Regions from separate parts of the Sus scrofa genome. Here all the other regions are linked to region 4. A link is a contact called in public Hi-C and HiChIP or PLAC-seq data. All regions are on one chromosome and are shown on one strand. The core of a region is the stretch at or near the end of the contact, and the rest is flanking DNA. Distances in the headings are between cores, read along the strand shown. Region 1 holds the start of SNX6 (sorting nexin 6). Region 2 holds the start of CFL2 (cofilin 2). Region 3 holds the start of SPTSSA (serine palmitoyltransferase small subunit A). Region 4 holds the start of NFKBIA (NFKB inhibitor alpha).

Region 1 (5,467 bases), core at 495-2,994, 650 kb after region 4:
ACATACAAAATGAAAACGACAAGCTCTCATGAAAATGTCTGGAAGTTTACCATTATTGTTTTGAGAGCTTCAATTCAATAAGATAGGACAGAGGTCCTGGCAAAATAGGGAGGGAATCAAATGTGGAAGGCCTAGAATTGTAGGCTGAAGAGTTGGACCTTCACATAATGGAAACTTGTGAAGATTATTGAACAGGGTAGTAGCATAATCATCCATATCTGTGTCTTAGGAGGAAAACTGGCAGCAGTTTACAGAATGGTAAGAGGGAGTTGGAAATAAAATTACAAGAGTATTGTAAAGGGCCAGACAAGGGGGGAGAGAGATAAATTAGGAGTTAGGGATTAACATATACACACTACTGTATATAAAAGAACAAAGACCTACTGTATGACACAGGGAAATATACTCAATATCTTGTAATAACCTATAATGGAAAATAATCTGAAAAAGAATGTGTGTGTACATAACTGAATCACTTTGCTGTACACCTGAAACTAATGCAATATCGTACATTAAAGATACTTTAGTTTTTAAAAACTTTTTTTTAAAAAGGGCCAAACCGGTGTTCCCGTCGTGGCACAGTGGTTAACGAATCCGACTAGGAACCATGAGGTTGCGGGTTCGGTCCCTGCACTTGCTCAGTGGGTTAAGGATCTGGAAATGCCATGAGCTGTGGTGTAGGTTGCAGACTCAGCTAGGATCCCGCGTTACTGTGGCTCTGGCGTAGGGCGGCATCTACAGCTCTGATTAGACCCCTAGCCTGGGAACCTCCATATGCCCTGGGAGCGGCCCTGGAAAAGGCCAAAAGACCAAAAAAAAGGGGGGGGGCGGGGACAGACAGATGCTGAGGTTAATTGTTGTGGAAAAGGATTAGGAGGAGGAACAGACCAATTTAAGAGATAACAGCAGATCATCAGTCATAGTCATAATAGGATTTGGTTACTAATGGTGTGATCAGTGAAGGAGAGGAAGGAAGAACTTGAATGGGACTTTTGAGGTTTCTGGCCTGAAGATGCTAATGCCATTAACTGAATGGAGGTACAGGATTGCTTGCGTGTGCGTGTGTGTGCCCACGCGCGCAAGCTCGAAAGTGTACCAGAAGTACGCAGGGGATAAGAACTGATTTTGTCTTGTCTTAAGGGCTGTGGACACCTGTGTGGTGCTGTAAAGCACGACAGTAAGAGGAGTCTGGGCACATTTCTTGGCATAAAGGAAAGCATACTCTTGTAATGAGAACGGCTCATTTTTATAGTGCTCAGCCATTAGCGCCCCAAACCCTGAGATAGTTATTACCACGCCAACAGTAAAAGCTTGAATACAACCCCTAACTGATGACTGTGTGAAGGGCCTTGGTTCCCACAACTTCTACAGGCAAAATATTAATTGTGATTAATTATCCTGTGGCACCATACAAAGACTAGATGATGTATTGTGGCTTCCAGAAGGCGCTTGTTGGCTTTCTTGCTGCAGCCCTCAGGGAAAGGGAACTGGACAGCTCCCTGGGTGGCCTTTGGCCCTTCCAGGGTCATAGCCGCCGCGATGGGCTGTCCTCACCCACGAGAGTCTGGGTCTTCGGGCCCTCTCCATCTTAGGGGCTCGGACCTTGGGCGGAGGGCGGGGTCTTCCTTCTTCCGCACTCTCGGACCCTGGCATCTCTGGGTCGGGGCGGGCGGGGCGGGGCGGGGCTGATCCGAGGCCCCGCCCCTCCCCCCACTCGCTGCCGCCGGCTCCCTCCGGCCCGCGGTGCCGTGCGCGCCTGCGCTGGCTGTCGCTTCGGAGCAGCCATGATGGTGGGTGTTCGGCGGCGCCGAGCTCCGGGCGCGCGGTGGGGGTGGCGGGCTCGGGGAGGGCTCGGGGGCCGCGCTGGCCTGGCACTAATGTCTCCCTTTGTATCTCCCCTACTCCATACTCTTCCCTGGCACGCCGGGCCCTGCTGCCCCCGCAGGAAGGCCTGGACGACGGCCCCGACTTCCTCTCCGACGAGGACCGCGGAGTAAGTTCTGCCTCCTCGCTCGCGGGAACCTCCCTCCCGCGCCTTGGCTCTGGGGTGTGGTACTGCGGAGGGTAGGGGGCCAGGCCGCTAGGCACCCCCTCCCCGCTGGGCTCCTTTCGGTTTCCTTGCCTTCCCGCGCCCCGCCCTCCTGCAGCCTTTCCTCCCTCTGGGCAGTTCGGTTCTGATTTCCCCGGGACCCGCGGCCTGTCTAGTGCCCAGCTTCGGCTTGGACCTGCGGGTGGACCTCCTCCCCCGCCGCGGTCGGTGTGCAGGTGGGGAAGTGGAGACAGAAGCTGGAGCTGCACCCTTCCACCTCTCCTGCCAGGTTGGGGGCTATAAGAACCCATTGTCAGACCTTCCTGCCGGTACCCCTTCATTTCCCCTCGTAGACCTCTCGAACTCGCCCCCGCCCACCCTTCTCTCTCTCTCTCTCTCTCTCTCTAAAACGTTGTAGTATAGGCTCGTTCCCTTGTGCAAGGGATTTTACAGTCGCTGAATCTTAACTTTTCTCCAGTATGCTACTAGATTTTGCAAAGTGCTGGTAGCCCACAGTACCTTTACTTTTCTTAATGGTCAAAAAATACATCTTTTGCAGAGCTCCCTTAGTGGTGGTTTGAGGCAAATTGCATTTCACTTCAGAAAGGACTTTCTGGGCTCTGATTCCTCCTCCCCCACTCTCTTCCCCCAATTTATCTTGACCGAAGGGTGGTAATCTGTATAGTGCCTTGCACAAGTGAGCACTTGAAAAATACTGATATATGATGATTGCCGCTCAGCAGGGTTCCGTGGTTCCGTCACATTTAAACAGCCTGCACTTTAGTTTTCTGTTTTGCCTTTTGCTTGTTGATCTTAATGTTTCAGACACTTCCATTAGTTGATTTTTGGCAGGTGAGAAAATACTCTTATAGAATGTTACTATTTCTTGTTGGTATGAAAGCATCGCATAGGATTTCTGATTACTTCTAAAAATTTTAGGTTGTAATTAATTTTATTTATTTTTAATTTTTTATCTTTTTGTCTTTTAGGGCCGCAGCTGCAGTATATGGAGGTTCCCAGGCTAGGAGTCAGATACAAGCCACAGCCACCAACCTACACCACAGCCATAGTAACTCGGGATCCGAGCCGCGTCTGCAACCTATACCACAGCTCATGGCAACTGGCAACACTGGATCCTTAACCCACTGAATGATGCCAGGGATTGAACCTATGTCCTCATGGATGCTAGTTGGGTTCCCTAACCACTGAGCCATGACAGGATCTCTGGTTGTAATGAATTTTAAGGGAATGTTTGTGTGTGAATGTGTATATATATCATCTAGGATAAGATAATGGAGTTAGATGTAACAATATAAATTGTATTCTGGATTTTAAAATAGGAATAACCAGCAGAGTTCTCAGTGAAATGAGAATTGATTATAGCACAAACTGATTTTTCTAAACGTGAAGAATATGGCCTTCTTTCCTTCCTTCCACTCCGACCCGCCCCATGGCATGTGGAAGTTCCCAGGCCAGGAATCAAACCGGAGCTGCTGCAGGGACACCAGATCCTTAACCCACTTTGCCACAAGGGAACTCCTTTATTTAGATAACAACTTTGTGTCTTATTTTTGTGGTCTACCAGTAGAAGTAAACAGGATTTGCTTATAAAATCTGACTCATTTGAGTATTTTTGTTGATGTGAAAAATAGAGTATTTTGGGGTGAATATTTGTGTTCTAGGCTTGATGCCTTTATTGAGGTTTGCTTATGGAACTGGAACCACTTAAGTAATGTGTCCAAAAACTTTTTTTCATGTATTACAAAATTAAAGGGAAAGAGACAAAGAGCATGCCTGACCAGGAGGTTCTTTTCTTTCTTTTTATTTATATATTTTTTTGCTTCTTAGAGCTGCACTTGAGGCATGTGGAAATTCCCAGGATAGAGGTTGAATTGGAGCTGCAGCTGCCAGCCTACACCACAGCAACATGGGATCCAAACTGTGTCTACAACCTACATCAGAGCTCATGGCAATGCCGGATACTTAACCCACAGAGTGAGGCCAAGGATCTAACTTCCATCATCATGGATACTAGTCAGGTTCATAACCTGCTGAGCCACAACGGGAACTACCAAAAGGTTCTTATAGAGTCTTGTAGGTGAAAATTTTAATATGGAAATTGAAAAAAACATTACCATAAATTTGTTTTTTTTCACATTACCATAGATTTGAAAGCATTTAGAATGTTAAGATGAATGTATATACTTGTCCAGTTTTTCCTTGTTTTTGTCCTGTAGAACTAAACGAATCATGTTAATAATCACAGCTGGGCATGTGTTAAGTGCTATAAAAGCATTGTTTCATTATATCCTCTTGTCATCCATGTGAGGCTTTTAGTATCCCCATTTTACAGATGAGAAATCTGAACCTCGGAAACTAAGTAAGTAGACTGAAGGCACCCAGCCAATGAATGGAAGAGGTGGACTTTAACCATGTTTCTGACATCAAAGCCAGTCACATGTTTCCAAAGTTGCCTTGAAACACTTGCATCAGAATCACCTGAGGTGAAGTCTTCTCATGGCTCTCAAGGTTAAGGATCCAGGATTGTTACTGCTGTGATTCAGGTTTGATTCCTGGCCCAGGAACTTTTGCATGCCTTGGTGTGACCAGAAAGAGAAAAAAAAATAAAAAGAATCACTTGGGGTGTTTGAAAAACCACAGTCAAAAGTTTCTAGGTCTGTGCCCAAGTGAGTCAATCTTTTGAGGTAGGAAGGACAGATAACTATTTTTTAACCAACAGGAAGATTCTTTTGTGCACTGAAGTTTGATTATGGCTATACAAAGTTATCGTATTTCCTCACTTCAGGAAAAGAAATTTGAAGCCTGTTTAAATCTCCTTATATTTGTCCTGATAGGAATTGGTTGCCATAAATAGATTAGAACTTTTAGGTATTGCAGTTTTAGTTTAGATTACCTTGTTCAGCCATTTAACAAAATCTGGATAGAGAAAAAGCATAAAGCACATATCTGATACATATGCAGAGGGGACATCACAGAATCAAAAAAAGTAATGCAGGAGTTCCCTGGTAGCCTATTGGTAAAGGATTCAGCATTGTCACTACTGTGGATTGGGTTTGATCCCTCGCCTGGGAACTTCTGCATGCTGCTGAAGAAGGCCATGTCTATAAAAATAGTAATTCAGGCAATTCATTCAAAGCAGCACGTAAGCAAAATTAAAGTCAGTATTTTTAAATTCATTTTAAGCAACCTTCAAATTTTCATTATGATATTTGGAACAGAAGGGAATTTACAGCCTTAAGAAATAGCTGTTTGGAGTTCCTGCTGTGGTGCAGTGGGTTAAGAATTGGGTCCAAGTAAGTCTGCAGCAGCTCGGGTCACTGCAGAAGTACAGTTCGTGTCCCTGCTCAGCTCAGTGGGTTAAAAGATCCAGCATTGCTGTAGCTGTGGCATAGGTCACAGCTGTGGCTCAGGTTCAAT
Region 2 (5,030 bases), core at 1,302-3,801, 580 kb after region 4:
GGGGTCTAATTGGAGCTGCAGCTGCCAGCCTATGCCACAGCCACCACTACACAGGATCCTAACTGTGTCTGTGACCTACACCACAGCTCACAGGCATTGCAGGATCCTTAACCCACTGCATCGATTGATTGATTGATGCTGCATCCTCATGGATACTAGTCAGGTTTCTAACCTGCTGAGCCACAAGAGGAACTCCTCAACTTTTTTTTTTTTTTTTTTTTTTTTTTTTTTTTGTCTTTTGTCTTTTGGTTGTTGTTGCTATTTCTTGGGCCGCTCCCGCGGCATATGGAGGTTCCCAGGCTAGGGGTTGAATCGGAGCTGTAGCTGCCAGCCTATGCCAGAGCCACAGCAATGCAGGATCCGAGCCATGTCTGCAACCTACACCACAGCTCACGGCAACGCCGGATCGTTAACCCACTGAGCAAGGGCAGGGACCGAACCCGCAACCTCATGGTTCCTAGTCGGATTCGTTAACCACTGTGCCACGACGGGAACTCCTCAACTTTTTTTTTTTCTTGGCCTCACCCACTTCCCCAGCCAGGGACACACAGTGACACAAGCACAGCAGTGACATACCTGATCCTTAACCACTAGGTCACCAGGGAACTCCAAAATATGTTCAACCATTAATCAGTTTTAAATTCATTTTTACCAATTTTACAAATGAAGAAAGTAAGGTAGAAATGATAAATGTTAGGATAAAAGGTAGCATAAATCAACCCAAAGTAATGAAATATTTTATTAAATCTTCCTTTTATTATACATAAACACATAAAATGTTTCATTTAAAACATTTTCACTATAAACTTACAAAGCACTGAATCTTTATGAAAAATTTCTTCAATGTCTAAAATGACAATTTTTTTCTATGATAAATGCGATGTATAATTTTAAGTATCAAAAAGGTTTAGAGAAGAGCCTTGGCTCCGTTATACGGGCTTTGCTAGAAGAGATTGCAGTTGCCAAGACGGAGGAATCTCTACTCTTGGGTCCACTTATTGACGCCAGCTGTCGTAGCTGGGGCCTCAGGAAGAAACGACTACTAGCAGAGTGCAATCCATTTCCTACGAAGTCTAATATATAAAAGAATTTTACCAAGGAATGTTACTACCCAATTTTCCCCCTATTATTATTTGAAACGCAGACTTTTGGAAAGTGATTTCTCCGTCTCTATTTGTCATTTTGTTTTTGCTCATTAATTCCATCAATTGCGGGGGGGACCCCCCCATAGTGTTTATTCTCATTGAATTGGAGGAAGGAGATCTAAACAATTCACACCATCTCTTAAGGGGTTTTCTAAAAAAGACCCACAACGTAGGAATCCAGCTCCTTTCGGTGGAAACCGCAGGCGAAGGCGAGACCACCTCGGAGAGCGGTTCCCCACAGACGCGCCCGCGCCCTCGCTCTCGGGGAAGCAGTGTAGAAACACCCCTCAGGGAGCTGGAGGACCGGACCACTGGTGCCCCGGGGTAGAGGCCTCCTCGCCAGGTCCCGGGGCCCCGACCGCGGCAGCCGGGCCTGCAGGGCGCGAGCGGGGTCAGGTCGAGGACGCGGGCGGGGCCGAAGGGCCGGCCAGGGGCGCGCCCACGTGACCGCCCCGCCTGCGCCGCAGCCCCCCGAGCCGTCGCCGCCGCCTCTCGGGCCGCACTCCCGGCGTGCCCCGCACTCGCCGCCTCCCGCCCCTCCTTCTGCTCGCATCGCCACACAGCCGGAGCCGAGCCGCCGCCGCCGCCGCCGCCGCAGTCTCAGCCGCGGGCACTATGGTAAGGCGGGAGCGCCGGCCGGGGACCCCGGCGGCCAAGGGGGCCGGGGCACGGCGAGCATAAACCCCCGCGCGGCCCCGCCGGGCCTCGGGCCTGAGGCCGCCATTTTAACCTGATTTTGGCCTCCAAGGTGGGCGCTGCGGCCCCGCTGCTCTCTTCCAGCCGGCCTGCCCTCCCGCCGTCAGGCCCTGCCCGGCCGCTCTCCGGATTCCTGGGGGCAGGGAGAGCCCGGGCGCGGGGCGGGGGGCGCGGGGCGGGGGCTGGAGCCTGGGCCGGGGGGCGGCGGCCGGGGGCGCCGGAGGGTCCACTGAGCTTCCTCCCCACCCTCCCCGCCTCCTCTCGCCGCCTTTGCCTTCCGCTACCTAATTTTACCCCGCACGCGAGCTCTCAAATTGGTACGTGCTGTAAAGCCCTTTCTGGAGGCTTTCGGTGAGGGTCTTGATGGCCTGTCATAAAACCCTTAGGGGGAGATTAAGGAGGTGGGAAAACTCTTAAAAATGCTTTCTCGCTGTAAAAAGCTTTTTACACGCGATCCGATCCGTTAGTTGTGAAGTGTCTGCCTTTGAGCTGTGAGGCAATTATGTTGTAGCCGTGGGCGGCTTGGAGTTCACACTCGATTCTCTTTCCATATGAGGAAACGGCACTGGCTAGGATGACTTTAAAGAAAAAAATAGTAGAAGCATTAACTGAAATCCAAAAGTGTTTTTTTAAGGCCTGCTGGGTTGACACAATACAGAAGGTATTTTTGCTGCTGTTCCTGAAGCTCTGACATCACCCAGTGAAATAGGAAACATTTCAGGGATGGGACAGCCTGTATTTGTCCCTTTCCCTCTACCTTCCAGTTACTTCACCTCCAAACCCCTTTTTAAAAGAAGGATGAATGGGGCAGGATGAGTTAGAATCCTTAGGTGCATCAAGGACTGGTACTTAAAATGTGGCAAATTTGATTGGACTACTTGCATGGTATGATGCAATTTTCGATGTCCAGACTAAAGTGAATCCTCCCTGGGCAAACAGTAATTTCGGTTAAAACCAAAATGTGTGCACTGAATTGCTTTTCTTTCTTTATTTTCAGGCTTCTGGAGTTACAGTGAATGATGAAGTCATCAAAGTTTTTAATGACATGAAAGTAAGGAAATCTTCTACACAAGAAGAGATCAAAAAAAGAAAGAAAGCAGTTCTCTTCTGTTTAAGTGATGACAAAAGACAAATAATTGTAGAGGAAGCAAAGCAGATCTTGGTGGGTGACATTGGTGATACTGTAGAGGACCCCTACACATCTTTTGTGAAGTTGCTACCTCTGAATGATTGCCGATATGCTTTGTACGATGCCACATACGAAACAAAAGAGTCTAAGAAAGAAGACCTAGTATTTATATTCTGGTGTGTAAAAACAAAAGAAAAAAGTACTTTTAAAATGCAAGGATTGTTATTAACAGAGTCAGTTTTGCCTTTGTTTTTCTCTTAAGTGGGAGTCAACAGTTTTTTTCTTTCTTCCCTATAGGGCTCCTGAAAGTGCACCTTTAAAAAGCAAGATGATTTATGCTAGCTCTAAAGATGCCATTAAAAAGAAATTTACAGGTACAGACATTGAATATTTTGTACAGAGGAACTGCTCTTTCTTAGTAATGATAAAGTAATGGGGTAATGTGTTTTCTTTTTAGGTATTAAACATGAGTGGCAAGTAAATGGCTTGGACGATATAAAGGACCGTTCAACACTTGGAGAGAAATTGGGAGGCAACGTAGTCGTTTCACTTGAAGGAAAACCCTTATAAAATGACAGTCAAGTGCCATCCGGATCTTAAGGAGCTTCCATTTCTCCAGCTCAGTCGATTGGAATAGTATTAGGTGTTTTTTGTTTTTTTTTTTTCTTTCTTCTTTTTCCCACTGGGTCCTTCCAACACAGTGAATGAAGGAAATACCATTCATGTAAGCAGCCTATCAGTGATTGCCATTAGACTGTTTAATACTGTTACTTTTATGTAGAACCCAAGGAATGCCTTCCCCTCATATTTTAGCCAAAACAACTGATTACATGCCTCCCTTGCAGCAAGCACTACAATGAATGTGATTGTCAATGTGAATAGTTTAGAATACTGCAAAGGGTTAAGCTAATTGAATGCCTTGAAAGCATTATCCACTGGTAAGATGGTAAACTTTATTCAGTATTATTTATAGTTGCACTTGATCGCAGTTCTGTGAGGCTCGAGCATTCATACACCTCACCTGCCTTGGCAAGCCTATTTTTTGTGACTTGGCAGCACGGATATAACACTATGCATTGAAAGCACTTTTTTTGTAATGAGTTTAATCTCCCACCTCAAAAGGAATGCCAATTAAGTTGTGCTAACTGTGTCATCAGCTTATCCTAGTACCTCAGTGTTCATTCCTGTTACCTGCGAATCTTCCTAAAAGAAATAGCAATTATTAATGCCTTTTTGTTTTCCATTGAGTATACACTACTGAATAAGTGTAGGAGTTTTATGTTTACCATGTAAGTATGTAAGTCTTGCAACACTAAAGATATTTTGAATATCAGTCATGATGGCAATTTCTGTATAAAAGAGCCTTAAATGGAACATTGTTTTTGAGATCAACTCCCCACCCTCACAAAAATGGCCACGTTGCAATAAAAATTGTGGCATATTACAGAATGTTGCCTTGTTTTCCTTGGACATTTTGCAAAATACCATGTGAAGCAACTCCTAGGATAAACAGCTATTATTAATCTCTGCACTGGTCATTTAAGAATTTTTTTGTACAATATTCATGCATGATATTTTCCAGTTTGTTGGGCATATTTGGTTTAAAAAAATATTCTATCCTAAATCCAATTAATATAAATTATTATTATTATAGAAGGGTACTTTTACAAGCTTTAGTTATTTATTTCCTTATGTGTTAATATGATCAGGAATTATTTTTTTGCACTTTGACATAAATACTCTTTAATATCTGATTTGTTCTCTGGATAAGTTAGGGTAGTTATTTTTTAATTCACGTTTACATTTCTAAGTTGAGTAGTAGAAGAAGCAGGGAGCTCTTACTGCGTATTTAGTCATAAAATAATTTGTAAAATGTTGTCCTTCAAAAGGTTAACAATACTTCTCATGTTTAGGAATTTTCATTTCAGCTACTATTTCTTAATATATTTCATAAATTGGGGGAAAAATGATATAGCTGTCTTAAACATTAGTAGTGGGGTTTGGCTGTGATCCAGACAGCTCTCCTTATAGAGAATTTGATCTGCTCACTGTGAGCAGTT
Region 3 (4,960 bases), core at 1,458-3,957, 790 kb after region 4:
CTGAAGAGATGCAGTGGATTGGGGGCTCTACACACAGCGGGAGCCTGCTCAGTGAGGGAAGGATAGCCGTGGATGAGGCTTCCAATCTTGTGTAAACTTAACCGAGCATCACCAAGGACTGAAGTATTTGAAGAGAAAGGAACAGAGCCTGCCAGTGCTCGAATAGATCTGGAAAGAGATAGCTCAGGGATAACCAGAGACAGAAAGGAGCCTAACACAGTAAGACTTGGAAGTGGAATGGAGTTCCCCATTGTGGCTCAGTGTTAAGAACCTGACTAGTATCCGTGAGGATGCATGTTTGATCCCTGTTTCACTCCCAGATCTAAAGATCTGACATTGCCATGAACTGCAGTTGTAGGTTGCAGATGCAGCTCAGATGTGGCATTGCTGTGGCTGTGACTGTGGCTGGCAGCTATGGCTCCAATTCAACCCCTAGCCTGGGACCTTCCATGTGCCATGGGTGTGGCCATTAAAAAAAAAAAAAAGAAAAAGAAAAAAGAAAAAAAGTGGGAGGGCCAAGAGGACTTGGATCTCTCAGGGATGAGGAAGTCTGAGTGTGTGTTATTTATGTCCCATTTACAGTGTTTACTTCTGTAAGGTCTCCAACAGGATCCTCTTTCCCTCCAGGTTACTGCTTACCTCCACATCTTGTCCAAAAAGCAAATCTTACTAAGCCATTGGCTCTTTTAACATTTGGACAAAGTCCCGTTTACTATCTAGCCCCATCTCTCACTACTACTTATGTATTCTTTTTGCTTCAGCCGTGTGGAAGTTATTCCATCTCTTAAAAGCACCAGGCCTTCATATAGGGGTTCCATACTCCCATGCTTGGAATACCCATCTCAGTTTCTTTCTTTCTTCATCTTCTTCTTCTTTTTTTTTTTTTTTTGGTCTTTTTGGCTTTTTAGGGCTGCACCCCTGGTATATGGATATTCCCAGGCTAGGGGTACAATCGGAGCCGTAGCAGCTGGCCCAAGCCAGAGCCACAGCAATGCAGGATCTAAGCTGTGTCTTCGACCTACACCACAGCTCATGGCAACACCAGATCCTTAACCCACTGAGCGAGGCCAGGGATAGAATCCACGTCCTCATGGGTGCTGGTCAGGTCTGCCAACCGCTGAGCCATGACAGGAACTCCTCACCTTCTTTTTAACCCCAGTCATTCTGCCATTTCTTTCCCTTCAGGACTCAATTTAAGCACCACTTCCCAGAAGCCTTTTAGAATACTGGAGTTCCAGTCATGGCTCAAAAGTAACGAACCCGACTAGTATCCATGAGGATGTGGGTTCAATCCCTGGCCTTGCTCAGTGGTTTAAAGAGTCTGGCATTGCCATGAGCTATTATGTAGGTCACAGACATGGCTTGGATCTGGCGTTGCTGTGGCTGTGGCACAGGCCAGCAGCTGCACCTCCCATTTAACCCCTAGCCTGGGAACCTCCACATGTAGTGGGTGTGGCCCTAAAAAGACAAAAACAGAAAGCAAGCAAACAAAAAAACCCAGAAGACTTTTACAATACCAATTTCATTTTCTCTGGGCTATCATAGCATTCTACACATAACATAAAAATACCCTTTACAACAATTCACTGTAATCCGTTAACTTGCTTCTCTTCCCTGGTAGACCAGGTAATTTATGAAGGCAGATCTCAGTCTGTCTGTCTTTCTATCCCTTATGTTTAGCTCGACAGCAGTCTAAATGCATAAATAGTTATCAACCAGTAAAGTTTTAAAAGTTTAAGCAAAAGGCTATTTAGAAAACTTTTAACATTTCAATGACAGGCCATTTAATTATCTCACTAACTGTGCGTCTTCATTCCTGAAGGTGAGTGCATTGTTGCTGGCTCATTTGCCAGTGGAAAAACCTGAACATTTAAGGGCAAATCTCCTGGAGGTACCTGCCTACAGACAGACTGCAAGCGGCCTGTCGCCTGCAGAACCCACAAGATCTGCGTCTTTCTCCTGGCCTTGACCTACATAGCACCTAGAAACACTAAAAGAAGTGAACAGATAGATGTATTTAGGGTAATCTCTTTTGTCTTTAGGTTCAGGAATGCACAGATGTCGGTCTATGTGGGTGTTTTTGTGTGTCTGAGTGCATGTGTGCATGGGGAGGGAGGAAGAGGGTCAAGGGTTCATCTCTTTTTCTCAGATGCCTTCCCTAACTTCGTTGACCGGGTTCTATTCACCTCTGCATCCTCTCCGAGCACCTTATTCTCCTTCTCTGCACTGATCACAGCTCTGATTGCATGTGTGTGCTGACCGCTTGTCTCCCTCGCTAGATGGTAAACCGTACCCGACGAGGTAAGGAACGTATTACGTTCCTGTTCACACTAGTAATCCTCCAGCCCAGTAGGACGCCTAAGGCATCACTGGTATTTCACAAATATTTCTTCGACCCTTGTTTCTGGGCAAGACTTGGGTGGACCCACCGTACAAGGGAGCCAGCGCCCGCCCCCAGTGGGCACAACGCCCCGCCCACCAACTACCGCTCGAGGCTGGGCCGGGCGGGGCCCGGCGGGGCGCTCTCGCGGGGACAGTTCTCCGGCTCGCGTGGGCGCGGCCCGGGGAGGGCGGAAACACCGAGGGGGCGGACACGGCGCGAGGCCGAGGCCTGGCCAATGAGCGCCGGCAGGGCGGGGCTCGCGGCCGGCGGTCCGAGCGCGCGCGGAGCTGGGCGTGCCCACGGGTGACGCGCCGGGCCGGGCGGGCCAATGGGCGCGGGGTGGCGGGCGGGCGGGCCTGGTGGCCGGGGGTTTAGGGCGCGCACGGGAGGCCGGCCGGACAGACTGACGTTCAGCTGCAACGCGGGTGGCGGTTTGTCCGGGATGGCGCTGGCGCGGGCCTGGAAGCAAATGTCCTGGTTCTACTACCAGTACCTGCTGGTCACGGCGCTCTACATGCTGGAGCCGTGGGAGCGGACTGTGTTCAGTATCCTGCCCGGGCCTCGGGGCCCGGTGGGGGCGCGGAGCCGGGGCCGCATCCTCCCGGGGCCCAGGCCCTGGAGGGCTGGGTGGTAGGGGGGCGGCGGGAGGGCGGAGAGGCGGCCCCGCGGGAGCCGCGCACCGACTCGTTTCTTCGTGGCGGGCACGCGGAGCCGAGGTCTCGGCGCCGAGGGTGACGCTCCTGCGGTGGTGGGGGGTGGGGAGGCGGCGGGAACTCTTGAGATCCGAGGTCGCGGATGAGTCACTTGACCCGAAATAGAAGCGTCTTTATTAGTGGAGGAGATTCCCCTCCGGCGATGTGTGCCTGGTGTGCCTACCCTTGCACTTCAGCCGTGGCATCCTTTGGTTCAGTCTCCTGTTCTTGTGGGAGGTGTAAGTGGAGCAGATTGCTCCCGGCTCGGACGGCTTTGACCTTTAACTGTCCCTGATTTACCTGGCTTTAGTTCTAATGAAAATGCTAACCAGTTTATCAGCTTTTAAATCCGGTTGTGAATTTGTGTTCATGGCGTCCCAATATAGTTTTAGAAAGCAATTTTTTAAATTGTACCTATTTGGTCTTCATGATGGTTAGTTTAAAAAGTGCATTCTACTCGTTAATTTGCCATTTGCACAGTTCTTAGCAGTCAAGCTCGAAAGGAATTTGTGGTTAGTTGTAGGTAGTGTTTGAAACCGTTTAATAGATCGCCAATAACTACTTGTCCGACTATTGAGCGTTTACTGTGAGCCAAGCAACTCTGCTAAGCAGTTTGCCTGTTATCTTAAGGCATCTAACTTTCATAACCTCAGTTAATAACTCAAGGTTGTGAAGAAATGCTTCCCGAAGTGTCTCCACTTGTCTGTGTTGAGATCCTTTGATATTATTCTAGAATAAACACTAATAATTAGATGTAACTTTTTTTTTTTTAACTTGGGGGCCAATGAGGAACATAATTTACGTAGCATGCTTGCTTCCTATAGGGCCTCTCCTCTTCAATGTGGTTTAGTTTGGAGTAGCTTCAGAACAACTTTGAACAACTTTGCAAATGCATTATTGCATTGTGGTAGAATGACTGAGGTAATTTCATTCCAAGGCTTAATCAGTGTGTTTATTTATATTAAACAGGCATAAGATTGCACTAAAAGCAGAGTCTTTTGTTTCACCACTTCTGAGGTATCTTAGCTGCTTACAAGCAAACTTAGTTTTATTATTGTTGACATTTCTTTACAAACCTGGAATTTAAGAACCAGAATGCATGTTTTGGATTTAAAGTTTGAAGGTAAAGTATGCTCTAATTTTCTACACCATTTATTTGTTACTACAGTTCAGTTTCACTCTAAGTTCTATAGGTTGGAGCTAATGAGGACCTCTTTGTAAAATGTATAGTAAACTGTATACTGAAATGTAGAGCATCTCTCTTTTTCTTTTCTTTTCTTTTTTGTCTCTTTAGGGCCACACCCACGCCATATGGAGGTTCCCAGGCTAAGGGTCTAATCAGAGCTACAGCTGCTGGCCTATGCCAGAGCCACAGGATTGGAGCTGCCTCTGTGACCTACACCACAGTTATAGCAACAGCGGATCCTTAACACAGCGAGGCCAGGGATCCAACCCGCAACCTCGTGGTCCTATTGACTTTCGCCTCTGGAGGGGGAGTTTTTAACATGTTTCAGAAGTCCCCTTTCTCTGCTGGCAGCCATCCCTGGGAAAGGAAAAGACCAGGTTTTGTAACCAGTGAGACACTCCCTGAGGGCCTCACTGAGTAACATTGTAACCATGCTGTTGAGGGGAAGTGGAGAATTGAAAATACTTTGTTATAATACTTGCAAGCATAGGAGTGTAGTGGCTGAGCTGTTAAGGAATGAGACTAGGATTCATGAGCATGTGGGTTCGATCCCTGGCTTCGCTCAGCCGGTTAAGGAGCTCAGTGGGTTAAGGATCCGGCGTTGCCGTGAGCTGTGGTGTAGGTCACAGACAGACTCGAATCCTGTGTTGCTGTGGCTGTAGCATAGGCCGGCAGCTACACCTCCGATTCTACCCAGGC
Region 4 (5,493 bases), core at 220-2,719:
GAAAAGGATTGGTTGGTGCATGGCCAGTCAAGTTGAAGATGATTGCAACAATCACGAGAAATCTCTGCAAAACTATAAAAGCTTCCTGGGGTGCCTTCTGAAAAAGTCTGATCCAAGTTGCTTTATTAGGGCCTGGACCATTTCTAGAAGTAGATGAATGCATTCCTTTCATTGGCTAGGAGGTGGGGATGGGGCAGAGAGCATACTTCTGTTTCTGCAGCTGAGACCTGGACATGGTGAACCTGGAGTAGCTACCCATATGGCATGGACAGGTCCAACTGCTGCCCCCTCCTTTGTCCCCCAAGAAGCCAGCAGGGGCAGGATGAAGGCCACCTTGGGGCTGCCCTGAGCCTCCTGCAGTATGCCTGGCAACTACTTTCTTAGCCATCTTTAAGGCCCAATCTTGGGTAAAATACTACTCAACCCATTCTTTAGCCACCTTCTCCAAATGCTTCTAGAAAGCGGCCCCCACAAGTAGGTTCTCTGCAGCAGCACAGTGCAAATGGAGGAACACGACCTCAGTAATTATTTTGTCACTGCAAAGTATCTACAACCTTTGCTATAAAAATTAACACCTTGCTTTCCCTGAAAAATAGCCCAGTCATATCCAGCATTTTCCAGCATCCAGGGCAGAGTGCTTGCTCCTCCCCCAGTCAACAGGACTGTTCATACCGAGGAAATGATTTGAGGGTTCTCTAAGCATTTACGCTGTTAATGCTAAAGCTTTCACGACTTCTACCTGAGGGGGGCTTGAGGGAGGGGGAGGTTTATGTCCCTGCACTGCCAGGAGCCTGGTCTTTGGTAGGAACGCAGAGGCAGCCGGCGACCTTCCACCCTCAGTGTGTCCTTCCCCAGGAGTTTAGGGAAGTGAATCCCTAGATCCAGCCAACATTTCCACTCCCATTTTCAAGAGATTAAAAAAAAAAAAAAAAAAAAAAAAGGAAAGCATCGGCAGGTCAGCAAACCAGCAGTTCTCCATCCTTGGGATCTTAGCAGCCGACGACCCCAAATCAAATCGATCGTGGGAAACCCCAGGGAAAATAAGGTTCCATGCAGAGGGCCAGGATTACTGACTGCAGGCTGCAGGGAAGTACCGGGGGAGGGGGCCGGGTCGGGAGGACTTTCCAGCCACTCAGCGTGCATTAAAAAGTTCCCTGTACATGACCCCAGTGGCTCATCGCAGGGAGTTTCTCTGATGAACCCGGGCGCGGGGTTTAGGCTTCTTTTTCCCCCAGCAGAGGACGAGGCCAGTTCTCTTTTCTGGTCTGACTGGCTTGGAAATTCCCCGAGCTTGACCCCGCCCAGGAGAAATCCCCTGCCAGCGTTTATAGGGCGCCGCGGCGGCGCTGCCGAGCCCACAACAGTCCGAGGCCATCGTCCCGCCCGCCCGAGCCACCGCGAGCAGCCAGCGCGCCGCGCAGCCTGTGGCCCGCGCACCTAGGGAGCAGCGCCCAAGCCCTCATCGCGCCATGTTCCAGCCCGCAGAGCCCGGCCAGGAGTGGGCCATGGAGGGGCCCCGGGACGCGCTCAAGAAGGAGCGGCTACTGGATGACCGCCACGACAGCGGCCTGGACTCCATGAAGGACGAGGAGTACGAGCAGATGGTGAAGGAGCTGCGCGAGATCCGCCTCGAGCCGCAGGAGGCGCCCCGCGGCGCCGAGCCCTGGAAGCAGCAGCTCACCGAGGACGGAGACTCGTAAGTGTCGCGGGCCCGGGTGGCGGGGCCGGGTGGGGGCGCTGGGCCTGCAGCCGGAGGTGCGGGGCCCGCGCTGCGGCCGCGAATCGGGGTTCGTGCACGGACCCCGAGGCTGTGCAAAGGTGCACGGTTGCGCGTGGGAGCCGGGGATCGGGGATTGGGGCCGTGGTCCCGCGGCTCTACCTTGCAGCCGTGCACACCTCCCACCCCTCACCCACCTTTGCGGGTCCCCTCGGCCGGGGGCGGGGCGGCCACGGGGACGCGAAGTCCCCGCTTGCATAAGGGGGGGCGGGAGTTTCTGCCCCGCTGGCGGGCGGGAGGGGAAGTACAGGGCGTTCCGGCCCGGCGGGAGGGCGGGGCGGTCTGGCCGGCGCCCGCCGCCTGGGGAGGGGGGGGGGGCGGAAAGTCCCTGGGTGCCTGCCAGGAACACTCAGCTCATAATAACCTCGCGGAAAACACCGCGGCCTCGGCCTCCAGAAACCCCGGGCTTGCGCAATCCCCTGCGGGCTGTGCCTCCCTGGGCCCCACGCAGTGCACTCACCAGCCCTGGGGGTTTTCCCTCTCTTCCCCTCAGGTTCCTGCACTTGGCCATCATCCATGAAGAGAAGGCACTGACCATGGAAGTGGTCCGCCAAGTGAAGGGAGATCTGGCTTTTCTTAACTTCCAGAACAACCTGCAGCAGGTGCGCTGCTTGCCCGCCCCGTGCCTCTTGGGTTCTGCCTCTCTGACCCCTTGATGGAGCTGGATCTAGCACAGTTATTTCCAATGATTTCCCAATTAACTGCCCCTAGTCATGATCCGCCCTGAGCTTTTACATCTGAATCAGCCAACATCCTAGAGAGGAAGGAAAAATCCCATTGATTTGGTGAGGCTTTTATGAAGCCCACCTGGGGTCTCCCGTCTGTTTCCTTAACCCCTTGTATCTGTCTGGGAGGAGCGGCACGCACAACCAGGATATCTCTAGGGTTCAAGGGGAACATGGATTGTGGGTTTGATCCATGGCTTATCCTTTCTGTCCCTCTTCTGTTGGTAGACTCCACTCCACTTGGCGGTGATCACCAACCAGCCAGAAATCGCTGAGGCACTTCTGGAAGCTGGCTGTGATCCTGAGCTCCGAGACTTTCGAGGAAATACCCCTCTACACCTTGCCTGTGAGCAGGGCTGCCTGGCCAGTGTGGGAGTCCTGACTCAGCCCCGCGGGACCCAGCACCTCCACTCCATTCTGCAGGCCACCAACTACAATGGTAAGTCTGGCTGCCCTATGCATCAGAGGGCACGTGACACAGACAAGGGAGAGGTGGGCCGACTTAAGGCAAGGTGTAAACTCTCAACACGTGAAAGGCTGAGAAAACATGTATGCATCAAGGTCTTAGTAAAACATGTATGCATTTGATGCCTTACTAAAGTCCATTCAGAACCCAGAGTCTGGGTTCTTCAAATTCAGAAGACCTCCTCCCTTAAAAGAATAGGTGAAAGTTCTGAGAAGTGAGGGTGGCAACAAGTGCTTATATTTTGTTACTTTTGGTACTCTAGGCCACACATGTCTGCACTTAGCCTCGATCCATGGCTACCTGGGCATTGTGGAGCTGTTGGTGTCTTTGGGTGCTGATGTCAACGCTCAGGTGGGTGCTTCAAGCCTACAGATGGAGGGCATTCAGCCCTCAATAAGATCACATGCTCTTGCTGCTAGCAGAAACCTCAGACTCAGCCATAAGCATCTCAAATTCCTTTTGGTTTCAGGAGCCCTGCAATGGCCGAACCGCCCTGCATCTTGCGGTGGACCTGCAGAATCCCGACCTGGTGTCGCTCTTGTTGAAGTGTGGGGCTGATGTCAACAGAGTCACCTACCAGGGCTACTCCCCGTACCAGCTCACCTGGGGCCGCCCAAGCACTCGGATACAGCAGCAGCTGGGCCAGCTGACCCTAGAAAACCTCCAGATGCTTCCAGAGAGCGAGGATGAGGAGAGCTATGACACGGAGTCAGAGTTCACAGAGGATGAGGTGAGTCCCAATGACCTTGTTCACGGGTCTGCAAAAAGCAATGCTCTCGGACCCCTAGAGCTCCTCCTTTTCCTGAGGGTCTCAACATAATGAGGATCTCAAATTAGGGAGCATAAGCAGTGTCCTAAGAGTAGGTTTAGGGGGAGGATTATGGTCTGGGGTTTTCTTTTGCTTTTTTGCTCTTTTTGAAGGAGAGGATCCTTAAAGGAAAACTTCAGCCCAGGAAGTTAATTCAGATTCGGGTTAGAGGGAACGGAGTCCAAGAATACTTGCGTTATTTCCAGTAGCAGCCCTTGCCATCACCCCAGCACCTTTGGCAAAGTTCTGGAAGTTTAACATGCCTTTCTTTCCCCTTTTAGCTGCCCTATGACGACTGCGTGCTTGGAGGCCAGCGCCTGACGTTATGAGCTTTGGAAAGTGTCTAAAAGACCATGGACTTGTACATTTGTACAAAATCAAGAGTTTTATTTTTCTAAAAAAAAAGAAAAAAAGAAAAAAAAAGAAAAAAGGGTATACTTATAACCACACCGCACACTGCCTGGCCTGAAACATTTTGCTCTGGTGGATTAGCCCCGATTTTGTTATTCTTGTGAACTTTGGAAAGGCGCCAAGGAGGATCATCGGAATGCAGAGAGAACCTCTTTTAAACGGCACCTTGGTGGGGCCTGGGGGAAAGGTTATCCCTAATTTGATGGGACTCTTTTATTTATTGCGCTTCTTGGTTGAACCACCATGGAGTCAGTGGTGGAGCCCAGGTGTATCTGGGAAATGTTAGAATCAGGTGTGTTGTTAAACCTGTCAGTGGGGTGGGGTTAAAAGTCACGACCTGTCAAGGTTTGTGTTACCCTGCTGTAAATACTGTACATAATGTATTTTGTTGGTAATTATTTTGGTACTTCTAAGATGTATATTTATTAAATGGATTTTTACAAACAGAATTCTGATCACTGTCTTCTTCGGGCAGCTGTGGGACTCCTACACTGAGAGTCATTCGAACCCCAAGTGGAGGTGGAGGTGGAGAATTGTGTGGGAGCATTTACCACAGCCAACCACGGAACTCTTTCAGAGAACAGCTTCTCACACCGTCTACACCAGCCTCCCGGCCAGGCTTTGCAGGCAGCCCCAGGCCCAGTGCGTGGGAGGGGAGGCTGTTGCAAGGTGATAGGAAACACCAGTTTCAGGCTTGGGGTGGCAGCAAGTTGGTTGGCCTACAGCTGGAAGGCTCTTCATTGTCGCTTGCTTTCATCTTCCTGGTTTAAATTCAGCCAGGACCTTACTTCTGCTTTAGGAAGCTTTAGCCAAGAGGAGTTAGTTGTACTCATATTTTGATACTAGAAGTTCCTGAGGACATGGGCTGGGGAACAGGACCCCCCACTAATGTGTTAGCAGGTGCCCACCTCTGCACCTTTGTTTCCCTGATGATAAAACTCGGCCATTGGTAAATTGTACAAGACAATCCACGTAACAAGCACAGCAGAGTGCCAGGCACAGAGTGCTAAAGAAAAATGCAAACTGTTGCACAACATCCTGTATTTCACACGGGAAGGAACAAGACCAGAAAGAATGTCCTGGTCAGGATCACCTTGCAGGACAGGCAGGTGGTTAGCTTAGCGAATACACGCTTGCCTTCAGGTGGCTAACATTTTTGAAATGCCATCCACCTGCAAAGCAGCCTGTTTTGTTCCTAGTGGCAGTACCAAATTGATTATAAAGACTGGAAGAGCCTTTTCATCAGCCCTATCTAATGCTACTGAATGATTCTAGAGAAGCAAGTGATTTCACAAGAAATCGGAAA

Evidence for each region. Hi-C and Micro-C count contacts between places; a contact is called where the count stands out from the background. HiChIP or PLAC-seq counts read pairs in DNA pulled down with a chosen protein or histone mark.
Region 1: an H3K27ac HiChIP or PLAC-seq map of alveolar macrophages shows a contact between it and region 4. The contact joins the promoter of SNX6 here to the promoter of NFKBIA in region 4.
Region 2: a contact with region 4 is called in an H3K27ac HiChIP or PLAC-seq map of skeletal muscle. The contact joins the promoter of CFL2 here to the promoter of NFKBIA in region 4. A contact is called at or near these places in 2 of 5 promoter capture datasets (fetal liver and fetal skeletal muscle), 2 of 47 Hi-C or Micro-C datasets (heart right ventricle and skeletal muscle) and 1 of 2 datasets of contacts at active chromatin or transcription factors (skeletal muscle).
Region 3: a Hi-C map of retroperitoneal adipose tissue shows a contact between it and region 4, with 1.9 times the contacts expected there. The contact joins the promoter of SPTSSA here to the promoter of NFKBIA in region 4. A contact is called at or near these places in 2 of 47 Hi-C or Micro-C datasets (retroperitoneal adipose tissue and subcutaneous adipose tissue).

Annotation. Positions count from the first base shown.
Region 1 is chr7:65,154,732-65,160,198 of Sscrofa11.1, forward strand. It overlaps SNX6 (sorting nexin 6), which reads left to right and starts at 1,745. Exons shown (of 14, transcript NM_001244216.1): 1 at 1,745-1,790; 2 at 1,946-1,993. The coding sequence starts at 1,785.
Region 2 is chr7:65,088,576-65,093,605 of Sscrofa11.1, forward strand. CFL2 (cofilin 2) reads left to right here and starts at 2,552. Exons shown (of 4, transcript NM_001025215.1): 1 at 2,552-2,726; 2 at 2,839-3,146; 3 at 3,268-3,344; 4 at 3,428-4,876. The coding sequence starts at 2,724. The coding sequence ends at 3,540.
Region 3 is chr7:65,300,180-65,305,139 of Sscrofa11.1, forward strand. It overlaps SPTSSA (serine palmitoyltransferase small subunit A), which reads left to right and starts at 2,708. Exons shown (of 2, transcript XM_001926473.3): 1 at 2,708-2,928. The coding sequence starts at 2,712.
Region 4 is chr7:64,506,650-64,512,142 of Sscrofa11.1, forward strand. NFKBIA (NFKB inhibitor alpha) reads left to right here and starts at 1,470. Exons shown (of 6, transcript NM_001005150.1): 1 at 1,470-1,696; 2 at 2,271-2,379; 3 at 2,731-2,941; 4 at 3,231-3,319; 5 at 3,438-3,698; 6 at 4,058-4,105. The coding sequence starts at 1,470. The coding sequence ends at 4,105. LOC110261573 (a long non-coding RNA gene) reads right to left here and starts at 2,264. Exons shown (of 3, transcript XR_002345861.1): 1 at 1,915-2,264. LOC106507710 (a long non-coding RNA gene) reads right to left here. Exons shown (of 3, transcript XR_002345860.1): 3 at 4,195-5,493.